Regions from separate parts of the Sus scrofa genome. Here region 2 is linked to region 1. A link is a contact called in public Hi-C data. All regions are on one chromosome and are shown on one strand. The core of a region is the stretch at or near the end of the contact, and the rest is flanking DNA. Distances in the headings are between cores, read along the strand shown.

Region 1 (3,449 bases), core at 471-2,970:
AGGGGGCAGAGACTGGCCCCCCAGGTGGCTTCTGGAGGCAGCAGGAGGGCGGCAGGAGCACTTTTGGGGTGTTGCCTGAATGTTTGCTCGAGAGTTTATCCTGAAATGAAGCTGCTTGTTAAATCCTGTGATTTCAAAAGGCCAGCTCCTGAAATGAGTTACTTACTCTCTTTTTGTTAGTTTGTTACATTTGCTTTAAGGGCAGTTTTACCAGTAAGGTGTTTTTTTTTTGTTTTTGTTTTTTAAGACGTGCTTTGTAAATAATTTTGGTTCCCATCATGAAAATCTAATTGAATTGGGCTGTTTTGGTGACGGCTGGTGGCCGTGAGGAGTTTGAGGCTCTCCAGGTTCTGAGCCTGGGAACAAAAACTCTGTTTTCATTGACAGAAAATCTGGTCCCTCACGGTCATCACAGGGTTTTTTGTAAGGGGTAGCAAGCACATCAGGAGCAGTTTGGAGCTGTATGCAAGTTTCTCTTTTAGTCAGAACCCGTAACAGAGCTGGAGCGCCTACGCCAAGGGCAGAGGCTGTGAGCTGCTGGTTCTGACTGGCCCTCCAAAGGCAAGAAGATGGCACAGGATCTGCCCCCAGCCTGGGGCTTCTCCAGGGTCTCCTCATTAGGGACGCCTTCCCTGACCCCCTCGGATGAAGGCCACCTGCCTTGCAGCCCTGCCCCCGGCTTCTGGTTCCTGGTCCCTAGTACCCCCACCCGGCTCTTAGGGGGTGTGCTGCCCTCTCTGCAGAGCTGTCCCTGGTACACAGTAGGCCCTCAGCAGCTACTTCCACCATCGTGGGGCACGAAGGTGGGGAGGCTGGGCACCTCCCGGGACTGCCTCGAAAACAGTGTGTGCCCCGGGGTGACATAAGGCTCCTGATCAGGGGCGACAGTAAGCTGAGGGCCTGCGGGAGGACAGGGCTGGCTCCTGTCCCCTGCAGGCCCATGGGGCCAGGCTGCTCATTCGGCGTGCCGGCCGTCAGGGCGGCTGTGGGAGTCACCCCGAGTATCTCTGCTGGGCCCCGGCTCCTTGGACGGCACTGGCGGTCCTTCTCAGAGGCAGCCTTCCCCCGGCTCCGCTGGGGTCCGCTCCGCGCTCTGGCCCGCGGTCACGGCGATAGGACAGGGACACCTGGCGGCTGGCTGGCTGTGGGGTCCCGCCTCCGCTCTCTTTCTTAAGCGCAACCTCATTTCTGCTTTCTTTTCAGGGAAGATCTGTTTCTTTAACGACTTTTTACCGAACAGCTAGAAATATCATGAACATGTGCTTCAGCAAGGAGCCGGCCCCCGCGGAGATCGAGGTGAGTGCGGCCGGGGGGCGTGGGCGGCCCGCCCCGCTGTCCTGGTTTTCACCCCTGCCCATCCGAGCTGTCGAGGTTCCGAAAAGGAATAATCAAGGGAGGGCCCCCCCGCCCCCCCCACACCTCCGGCTTGTCCCCGCCTCGCCCGACCAGAGGCCGCAGCCAGCGGGGCGCTCCCGGCGCGGGCCTGCCCAGCCGCCGCCCTCTCTCGCCCCTTCTCACCCCGGGCCCGGGAGCCTGTTACGCAAGAGAATGTTTGCAATCCCTTGGAACCACAGTTGTGCTTTTTCCTCTCCTATTTTTTATGTAATGGGATTGGCAGGTTGCCATTTTTGTGCTCCTGCCAGCTCTCCTCTTGGAGTTAGCGTGAGGTTGCAGAGCCCAATTAGGGGCTGTGTGAGGCTCGACAGAGGGCCAGGGCCCCGGTCTGTTTGTTTACATCCCCCGGCAGCTCCCAGCCACATGGCCAGAGGCTCCCCGATGCCGTCGGAGGGGGGCCTGTCCAGGGAGAGACGGCTCCTCCCACCACTCCCGCAGGGAGAGGGGAGAGGGGGCCGCAGCCTTGGCTTTTGTGGTGTGCAGCTGCTTTCAGGCCCTGTCATCTCCGAGGAGCTATGCCTCATCCTCCAGGTAAACCCCGAGCTGACCTCCACAGGGCCCAGGCCCTGATCTGACCGGGTTTCCTGGGACTGGGTTTTCTGGACTCAGTCCAGGTTGCCTGGTCCCGGTCCCCCTGCCCTCTGTCTGTGTCATGTGGACCCCCACCTCCGACGGTGGCCATTGGTAGCCCAGGAGGGCCCACTCTAGTGCCAGGTCTGGTTCCCAGGTTGGCGGGGCGCGAGTTTGATTTTAGCCCCCTTGTCGTTCTTCTCAGGCTTCAGGTCTCTGCTGGTGGGCATGGCCTGCCCGAGCTCTGTACCCTGGGCTGTATCTGTGGACAGCATGCAGTGGCCTGACCCCCACCCTGTCCGCCAGTTTTGACCCTGCCAAAGCCACGTTCCATCAACCCTGATATCCACAGGGCTCTGATTCTGGAACACGTGTGGCCACGACAGTTGCTTCTGGAGCGCTCGCGCCATTTGTGGGGGAAACGTCAGAGGAAAGGAACGTGACTCTCGGGGGCTGAACCTCCGAGCTGAAAACGGGACCTTTGTCCTACCCTTTCTAGCACACGTCTTTGTCGGAGTCTCCAGAGGTGCAGGGTTGTTACTTTGCTTGCTGTGAAGAAAGTTTGGCCTGCTTTAGTTTCCTGCTTGAGAATTAATTTTCCTTAAAAGTCTGGGTTTTGCTTTAGCGGTTGCATAGTATTTAAACACAAAGGGAAGGTTTGCTAAAATCCAAACTTTTGGTCTTCGTCTGGCGAACTTCTGGGTCCTGCAGAGAGCTGGGCCTGTCCTTGGCCCGGGGTCACCAGCTGCGCTGCCCCCACCTAGCGATGGTGCCCTTCCTCCCCGCAGAGGTGGCGTGAGTCTCGGCAGACGGTCCGTAGGGCTGGCCTGGCCCTGTCCCCTCGGACTGCTCCCCTGTCCCTTATCTGTAAGGATGTCCTTTTCAGAGACCCATGCCTATGATGCTGTCACTTTTCTTCTCAACGAGGGGCCTCTGGCCACCCCCAGGCTTGTCCCTCTCCGTAGGAGCCGCACAGCAGGGTGGGGGCCGACGCCTGGCGCTCCTGGAGGAGCCTCCTCCCGGAGGGGTTGGCGGAGCCCGGAGGGTGATGCTGCACTTCTGGGATGGTGACAAAACAGGCCCAAGAGGGGCCGCTGAGGGGGCAACCCTGCTACGCTAGCCAGGCCAGTGCTGACCTGCTCTTGCCCTGAGCTTGTTTATTGGATCGTGCCTGTGAGGATGACCTGGTCAGCTTTCGAACCTGGCCCGTGCCCACCCCTCCCCGCCTGTCTCATTGGCTCGGGGCACAGCCTAGAGGTCTGGGGCCTTCCCTTCCCTTGCTGTCCTAGGGTGCAGCTGTCCTGGCCACGCGTGGTTGTCAGGGTTGCCGGTTGTTGGGCTGTTGGGAGGAGTAGGCCATGTGCCCAGAGCCCGCCTGGAGGCGTGTTCCTGCCTCCTCAGGACTGGGGGGTGTCTTCAGCCTCCTTCCCGCTGCTGCCCTCTCTTTCCCTGTCACGCACATGATTTGTAACTGTGGTAAAACA
Region 2 (3,449 bases), core at 310-2,809, 620 kb after region 1:
TGCCAACATCCTACACAGGTGCGGGGATTTTTGATAGCTTCCCGGGAGGATGGAGACAGACCCCCACCCCCCGAATGTGACTGTTCATCTTGGAGACCTGCTTGGGACATGGGTACAGCCCAGCACAAGATCTGCACCCTGTCCCACAGTGTGGAGCATCGCTTAACCACCTGCAAGGATTCGCTGCCCTCTCTGGGGGTGGACTCCACCCCCAGCCCTCCCCACCGACCATTGACCCTCCCTGCCTTCTTCATCGTTCCTGCCACAAGTTCCCGCCCTGAACTCCAGCCACAGGTGCCCGCCGCAGATCCTCTCTCAGCCTGGCGCCTCCTCACAGTCAGGGGTGGTGCCGTCTTGAGCTCAGCCCGTGCCCCCTGATGCCCTAATGAATCTCTTATGCTTTACCAACGAGGCCTTGCGTGTTCCTCCTTGGGCAAACCTAGCAATTTTCAAAGCCGAAAAGGACCTCACTGATCATCCGTTCTATAGCCTCGTGTTACTGAGAGGATAACTAAAGGCTAGACAGGGGCAAGTTCAAGGATATTGTAAGAGCTTTGTAGGCCCCATCCCACATTGTGTATCAAACATGGTAAAATGCACTAACTCAAAATATTTGATTTTTATTCAAGAAATGAACAAGATGTTCATCATTTTGCTGTAAACATCATCTGTGGATAACACCTCACTTCTAATTAGCAATAATGTCTCAGTGATTATTGAGCTTAGGAATTATTGTAAAGTGAGAAAAATCTAACCCAACAACCTCTTATTAATTTATAGATTTGAAAGATATATTTAAAAATAAATGACCTGAATATAATAATACCAATCTTTACAGACAAGTGTTTTTCACTTTGGCAATTTCTTTTTTTTAATTTTTGGGAAAATATATATTTTATATATATATATATATTTTATTTTTCCCAGTCCCAAACAATGTCTCAGATCCTTCAAAAGCCCATGGGCACTTCTCTCATATCCTAGCATTCCTGAGGGAGGTGACTTGCTGGGGACGCCACAGTCAGGAGGGACCTCCTTCCACCTCTCCTGCGTGCCTTGTACATGCTATGTGGGTACAGGGTCCATGGCAGCCATGTCTTATCTGAATCTTCTTATTCCTCTTTATGCCTTGAAAGCCCTCCTGGTTGGTCTAGAGAGCAGTTTCATTTTTAGCTTATAAAAGCCACTGTTGACATCCTCTGTTGTGTTTTGTTTTCAAGGCTCAGCCTAGCAAGCATGGGCAACAAAGGCTTGCTGGACCTCACTTCCTGTCTGGTCCCCCAGCTCCCTGGAGACTTGAAGCTCAAATAAATGTTTCTGTCAGGAGGCTGAGCTCCCAGCTGTGTAAATTGGTCACAGATGTAATTGCATTTGCCCTCTGCCCTGGAGGAAAACATGCCTGTGGTTGGGGGTTTAGACGTCTCAGAATGAAAGACATTACTCCTGACTCTGGGTAATAGCCGTGAAGCCTGAAATCAGCTGCCACAGAGACAGGGCGCAGTGTAGCCAGATGTACAGGGCTGTTGCTAGCCAGACGCCAGGCCTGGACGGCCAGTTACACAATTGGGATCATTTCATTGGCCACTTGGGCACAGTCAAGAAGCAAGCTTTCCCACTGGCTCCCCTCACTTCCAAACATGACTCCACCACCCTTCACCCCCTCCCTCTCTAATGCCCGCAGGACCTCTGCCAACAGCTCCAATCCCCATTTTCTTGAACAGCAGGCAAGGGCGGCCCCAGTACATCAACAGTGTCTGTCATGTAACTACCAGAGTCTAATGAAAATAAACAGACACATGCTGCCGACACCCACCCAGCATCTCAAGGTCCTAGCACAAGGTTGACTTAACCAAACAACCATTCAGCGGTGCCCTGGCACAGAAATCAAAGACTGGAGACCCCTGCAGAAGGTGATGAGGCTGAGCCGGGCCAACTCTTCGGGCATTTGAAGCTCTGGATATAGGGCAAGGGAGGCTGGTCCAGGATGGAGAGTCAGAGACAGTCTGTACTTTTCTGGGACTGAAAGGGTGAGAACCATTGCCTGACAATCCTTGAAAATACTGCAAAAGGATCTCACATCATGGCAATTTCTCCAACCAGCTTTCTAAAAATCACGGGCCTTGCAACTGGGGTCTTTTGTTCAGGAGCTGCTGGGTAGCAAATCTCCAGGAGACTGAAGATAAGTGGAATGAAATTTTGAATGTTTATGAAGCTTTTCTATTTCTGGGGTCTTCGCTCTCATTAGAGAAATGGCCAACAAATATGTGCTCCAAGCACTGGGAAACAATTGGACTTTCTCATGCCGTCTTCTGTGATAGGTCTTGGCTAGGAGTGTAGGCTCTGGGGTCAGAATGCCTGGCTTTGAATTCACCATCTACCACCTATTAAACCTGTGACTTTGAGATTCACTCTCCTTCTCAATTTCTTCACTTGTAAAATGGGAATAATAAAAGGCCATACTTCATAGGGTTGCTAAGGGACCATGTTAAATAATTCATGTAATATGCTTTGGAGAGAACCTGGCATATGGGGCGGAGGGGCAACAGAGAGAGAGAGAAGGAGGAAGAGGAGGAGGAATCCCTTGTGATTCTTATATAATTCTGGGATCAAGGAAATGAGTAATTTGCTTTAACATAAGTATATCAGTTCTAATCCCACTATTTAATATGAGCTAGTTTTTCAGTGTTTACACTTAATTATAAAAGAATAGAAATAAATTAATGTTTAACTGTGTCTGAGAGCTCCAAAAGAAATGTTCATTCATAGGTATATGAGCTAGGATTTCCTGCTATACTACTGTGGGTTAATAACCCAGCTTGTCTCCGGGGTGTTACCGGTTCAATCCCTGGCCCCGTGCATCGGGTTAAGGATCCCATGTTACTGCAGCTGTTCCATCTGTGACATAGGTCACAGATGTGACTTGGATTCGATCCCTGGCCTGAGGGCTTCTATATGCCGCAAATGCAGCCAAAGAAGGGAAAGAAAAAGATATGTGAACTAAATGGAAGAAATACACATCTCATTAATAGATGAATTCCCCATAAAATTGTACTCATTACATGTAATTATCTTTTCTTTTCTTCTTTTTTTTTTTTTTTTTTTTTTTTTTTGTCTTTTTGTCTTTTGTTGTTGCTATTTCTTGGGCCGCTCCCACGGCATATGGAGGTTCCCAGGCTAGGGGTTAAATCGGAGCTGTAGCCACCGGCCTACGCCAGAGCCACAGCAACGCAGGATCTGAGCCGCGTCTGCAACCTACACCACAGCTCACGGCAACGCCGGATCGTTAACCCACTGAGCAAGGGCAGGGATCGAACCCGCAACCTCATGGTTCCTTGTCGGATTCGTTAACCACTGCACCACGACGGGAACTCCTAATTATCCTTTTCAAAGTATATAAGATATTTAGGTTGTTTTGATCAATTGTCTAAGGACTATAAATTAATAATAAC

The links. A called contact is a pair of places that touch in the nucleus more often than the background predicts.
Region 2: a contact with region 1 is called in a Hi-C map of embryonic fibroblasts, with 2.2 times the contacts expected there. The contact joins two enhancer-like sites.

Annotation. Positions count from the first base shown.
Region 1 is chr7:11,584,766-11,588,214 of Sscrofa11.1, forward strand. JARID2 (protein Jumonji) reads left to right here. Exons shown (of 19, transcript XM_021100205.1): 10 at 1,204-1,296. Among named protein-coding and RNA genes, the nearest start is that of DTNBP1, 130 kb to the right of the region's middle. Within about 2 kb of position 1,721, at least 51 of the 83 cell types and tissues checked have an H3K27ac peak or open chromatin away from gene starts, as enhancers often do. A contact at or near this core is called in embryonic fibroblasts, where this site is marked.
Region 2 is chr7:12,204,747-12,208,195 of Sscrofa11.1, forward strand. All of the region lies in intron 1 of LOC106504328 (a long non-coding RNA gene), which reads left to right. Among named protein-coding and RNA genes, the nearest start is that of GMPR, 48 kb to the right of the region's middle. Within about 2 kb of position 1,560, at least 24 of the 83 cell types and tissues checked have an H3K27ac peak or open chromatin away from gene starts, as enhancers often do. A contact at or near this core is called in embryonic fibroblasts, where this site is marked.